2 separate regions of the Hordeum vulgare genome follow, and region 1 is linked to region 2. A link is a contact called in public Hi-C data. All regions are on one chromosome and are shown on one strand. The core of a region is the stretch at or near the end of the contact, and the rest is flanking DNA. Distances in the headings are between cores, read along the strand shown.

Region 1 (2,700 bases), core at 39-2,538, 340 kb after region 2:
GCTTTGAATGAACAGTAAATTCAGAAAAATAGCAAAAAAACTGTTTTTCTTCATCCATTCTTTTTATAGGGTATTGTCGTCCATTCTAGGAGCATGCAATTTTTTGTGCAAAAATGACATTTAAGGAGGTCATGCAAAAAAAATCAGGTCTAGTCAGTGCAGTTTTCCAAAGTTTCTTTGAGCGTCTTTTTTTTCATGACTTCCTCAGATGTCCTGACAACATGAAATTTTGCACGTGTCTTGCACGCTCAAGCATCTTGGGTGTAAAAAAATCTAATTATTCTAAACTTTTTGCTGTTTATTACGATTTTACTGTTCATATGTAGGTGTAGATGAGCCTGTGCTCAGAGTAGCCACTCCCGATTCCTTCGCCTTACTCTGTCCATGGATGTGCCTCTATTTTCCTCTAATCAATGATGAGTTATGGTTTCGGTTTTCATCCGTTTTTCATTAATTAACTGCGTAATTCTTTTCTGCTTAATTAATCGATGAAGTAAATCTTTTGCCTCCGTTTAAAAAAACACAATGAGTTATGGTTCTATGACTTATGTTCCTCGAAGGAGTCAAAAGGAATTCTACTTGGAGGGTGCATGTGAAAACTGTTTCTTCAGTTTAATGCGTATATGCTATGGAATGTCTCGTACGGCCATTGGCCATCCAATGACTTGGGGATGCTGACATGGCACATACCTGTGGCCACACGCTGACACATGGACTGCTTCTGGAAAAAGATAAACGTACATATGGTCTACAGCTTGGTGAAGTAGGCATCAGCCATATCCTCTCCAACTCTCGGCGATCAATTTCCAGCCTCCATTACCTCATCTACATCCAGCCATCCCAGCTCTGCCACGTGGCACAACCATATCTAGATCCATGGAACCACCACCAAGCTTTCCTCCAAGCGTCTCTGGCCATCATAATTCAAGCACCAACTAGTTAGTAAAGACAAAACAGGCACAAGTATACCGCAGGACATTAAATCGTAAACGACGTATACGGGAATTTTAAGTGTGCATCTCTCGTGTATTTGGCAGCTACCAAACAAGCAACAAGCAAATTAATTTTCAGCAAAGAGCACTAGCAAGTTTATATTCTAACCAATATAGGTTTAAAAACATCACCAGGAAATGCCATGATCATAAAATGGACTCAGAAGCTTTTCGTAGTAAGAAAGGTTAGTGTCCAGGGAAAGAATACAGACAAAATACTATTGTTTGGAATTGTAGGAAGAACTCATTTTCAGATCACTATAAGCTGCCCCTGATATCACCAGAAAAGAAAAGGAAAAAAAGAAGGAAAATAGGGGTACCACATCATCACCATCTCATTTCCCTCCTTATGTTTTCTTAGCTCTTATCTCCACAGTTCTTTCATCAAGCTCTCTCTTCTCCTCAAGCCTCAGTTACAAGGCTTGAAGGGGAGAAGAGCAGCTCCAAGAGGTTGGGCAGCAAACATGGCATTCTGCAGCCCACACACCACCACATCCCTGCGCTCCCCATGCACCACCATCCCAAACTCAGGCTTCAGGCAGAACCAAGTCATCCTCTTCACAACCAGAAGCAGCAGGAGGAGTACCACGAGGCATGGAGCAAGGACCTTCCAGGTCTCATGCGCAGTTGAGAAGCCAATAGTGATTGGCCTGGCAGCAGACTCGGGATGTGGGAAATCCACCTTCATGCGCCGGCTCACCAGCGTGTTTGGAGGTGCTGCAGAGCCACCCAAGGGCGGCAACCCAGACTCGAACACGCTCATCAGCGACACGACGACGGTCATATGCCTTGATGACTACCATTCCTTGGACAGAACCGGGAGGAAGGAGAAAGGTGTGACTGCCCTGGACCCCAAGGCAAACGACTTTGATCTCATGTATGAGCAAGTGAAGGCAATCAAAGAAGGCAAGGCTATTGAGAAGCCAATCTACAACCACGTCACTGGCCTCCTCGACCCGGCGGAGCTCATCCAGCCCCCCAAGATCTTCGTCATCGAGGGTTTGCACCCAATGTGAGTTCACATTCTACCCCCATGCTTCTCCCATCTGTTGCAGTATTTGGTGTCTGTTTTTCTCTCTTTCTTCATCATATTCCAGTAGCTGTTGGGTAAGTCGTTATCATAAAATATTTTGAATCACAGCAGCAACTTCTGTTTAAGTCTCTACAAAATATTCAATTCCTTGATGCTTAACAGCCAGCAGTATTTCCCGACTAAATAAGCATGATCATTTTGCAAGCTGTAACAAGCAGAATTTTTTAAACCAGGTATGACGAACGTGTGAGAGACCTCCTTGACTTCAGCATCTACTTAGACATCAGCAATGAGGTTAAGTTCGCATGGAAAATTCAGGTGAGCTGAACAGCAAGGTTTAGATGTTTCAATGGATTTTCTTGCTGTTATCTATCTTTAAAAAACAATCACCGGCACTTTTGCAGAGAGACATGGCAGAGCGTGGGCACAGTCTTGAAAGCATCAAGGCTAGCATCGAAGCCAGGAAACCTGATTTTGATGCCTTTATTGGTACTGCCTTTTTACCAACTAATCACAACAAGTGTTTTCCATTAACCAAAAATAAATAAAAGATGGCATGTAAACTCACCACTTGCTATGACAGATCCGCAGAAGCAATACGCTGATGCTGTGATTGAAGTTCTGCCAACCCAGCTGATTCCTGATGACAACGAAGGAAAGGTGCTGCGTGTTAAA
Region 2 (2,700 bases), core at 60-2,559:
GGAGTATATGTAAGAGCCAGCATGTCATCATAGCTGTATTTCTGCTACACACGTCCGCTACCATGGTTGTTTTTTGTGTTAGCCATATCACCCTCTGGCTGTTCTTGCTACTTGGCAGCGGACTACATGCATAGCACATACTTACAAACATGCAATCATTCATAAACAAGACAGAGGATGGCTTACATGCAGTATTGATGGCTCAGGAAGCGGGCATTTCACTGGTTGGTCAAGGTTGACAGGCTCCACAGGGTGCTCCACCGGCTTGAACTCGATGCCGACCTCAATGCCGTGTGGGCTATCTCCAGGATCAGCTGCCGGGTCAGACTCCCCAGTCTCCATGTTGGGCGCCAATGTCTCCACAACCTCCTGCTCCATCATAACAAATTCGTTAAATTAGTATCAATTTCAGTTCCCAAAACTGTTACTAGCTCACTAGAGCAGTTGGGCAAGACAGCCAAGAGGTAACTGAGTAGTACAAAAATTCCCACAAAAAAGAACTGCTCTTGGACATGCAAAATCGATCAAGAACACTAACCGAGTAATACAAAAATTCCCACAAATTTGGCTGAGAAGGTTGGATTACAATTAGTATACCTAAAAATATCGAAGCTTTCCCTAAGATAACAAAGAATGTTCTTTTTTGTCTGAGGAATCAACAAAGAATGTTATGCTATGAAGTTCTCGACTTCCTATTCTTCTCCCATACTGCACCCACATCATGGTGAGATTGTGAAATCGAAACCCGACGCCGGTTCTTGGCTGAATAATCCATGCAAACAAGCAGAGCAAGCATACAGTAGGTTCAAATCTATCTCGAATCCTACCAAACAAACTAAGCTAAAAGCATAAATCATCCCCAAAGGAATCCTAATTTGAAGAACTGGATGAGGAAAGGGGAGGAGCTACCGTGTGTTGGAGACCGCACCATCCACCCATCATGGGACGAATACGAGATCAATCGAAATACTAGCTCGAATCTGAAACTTCCGCGACCTCGTAGAGCTAAAACAACGCAGCCTTTACATATCGTATATATACAGGCAGATCTCTCCTCTGGGCAGGTAAACTAGGGAGCAAGTAGGAATAGAGAAAGGACGGGCACGATAGACAGGAGACAAGAAAGCAGGAGAAGGGGGAGCTCACGACGGCGCTCTTGGCGCGGCGGTGGCCGGCGCCGGAGGAGAACCTGGAGAAGATTCCGACCATCGTCCCCGCGGCTGCCGCCAACCGCCCTGGCTCGAAGCTTCCGAGCTTTTCTTGTCCAGGGGAGCGCTGATCGATCGAGTGATTGACCTGTCGGAGTGGCTTTAGCCACCTCCTTTTTTCCCCATCTGGCTTAAATCGCCGAACTGCACACGAATGCGACGGATTGGTGATATTGGGAAAGTGGGGTACTCTCGTTCCTCTCAGACTTCATTAATTAATTGAAGTACGTATTAATTAATTACGCATAGTACATCAAATCGAAGAAACCTAACAAAGCAGCACAAATCAAGCTGTATAAAACCTCTTATAAAATCCAACGGATGGAGTAATAAATATCTTCGATAAATCTAAATGTTATCATCTGATTTTGAGAAAAGCAATATTTTTTGACGATTTTGCACGGAAGTAAGGCCCAGAGGATAGGACTAACGTTTAGATTTATCAAATCTGTACACTTCGCTCCTCTGATGAGACACTTTAGTAAGCTAAATGATGGCCCACGCTTGGTGCGGAAAATATGATGGACATATGCATAAATAGATGCTAAAGAATAAACCTATTGCAGAAACAAATTTAGGATTGCTCACAGTTCATATTATAAAACAATAAATCATATAAAGCATTTGACAAAATGATGTATAAGAAACTATTGGATTAAAGTAAACGGGATGCTATTTTAATAAAAAAATGTGTAACATGATCTACATAAATATGTTCTAAGTGTCCAATGTATATACTGTTTATTCCCATACAAAAAATATTGAAATGTTTGGTAGATTAGTGCACAAGTTGTAACTTATGACCACATGCATGATTTTTATTAACACATGATCACATGCATGACTGAAGCAAATGAAAGAATAGAAGAAAAACAAGAAATGAAAAAACTCCCAATAAACAAAAAATAGGAAATATTTTTAGTTTTTCTTTTAATACTACAAACTAGATCAACAAAAAAGCAAAACCGAAAGAACGTGAAATATTTTTAGATTTAAAAAGAAATTCAAACACACAAGGAGAAAGGAAAATAAATACTGAACATGGATATACGATGAAAACGATGAACACCGGCAATTGGAATGAATGTGTGATACATGAATGCAAATTCGATGATAATACGTATTCTCCCAAGCTTAGGATTTTGACCTAACTTGGTCTAGGGCCATGGTTGGCATGGGTAGAACTGGTAATGGTAGTTGGGGTTGTACTTGAGGGCGACATCTATCGTTTGATGAGCAGCTTCACTCCGTCGAGCGGCCTCTCCTGCTTCTTTGTATGCCTCAGCATCCTCTTCGTGTATAGAATATCTTTGTTTTCCTAAAAGATAAAGAGGAAAGGAGGAGACAAAGTAACATGGACTAAGCGGATCTTATCAAAGATTAGCCACTAACAAAATTTCAGGTCTTCCTTTTTTTTAAAACCTATGACGTACCATGGCATCATAATCAAGATAACTCAAGGGAAACTCTGATCATTTTCCTTAATAGCTAT

What was found. Hi-C and Micro-C count contacts between places; a contact is called where the count stands out from the background.
Region 1: a Hi-C map of leaf shows a contact between it and region 2, with 4 times the contacts expected there. The contact joins the promoter of LOC123404301 here to the promoter of LOC123404818 in region 2. A contact is called at or near these places in 3 of 6 Hi-C or Micro-C datasets (leaf and seedling) and 1 of 1 datasets of contacts at active chromatin or transcription factors (embryo).

The regions. Positions count from the first base shown.
Region 1 is chr6H:455,938,594-455,941,293 of MorexV3_pseudomolecules_assembly, forward strand. It overlaps LOC123404301 (phosphoribulokinase, chloroplastic), which reads left to right and starts at 1,289. Exons shown (of 5, transcript XM_045098226.1): 1 at 1,289-2,004; 2 at 2,259-2,343; 3 at 2,430-2,514; 4 at 2,609-2,700. The coding sequence starts at 1,457.
Region 2 is chr6H:455,596,736-455,599,435 of MorexV3_pseudomolecules_assembly, forward strand. LOC123404818 reads right to left here and starts at 1,310. Exons shown (of 3, transcript XM_045098764.1): 1 at 1,147-1,310; 2 at 187-369. The coding sequence starts at 1,209.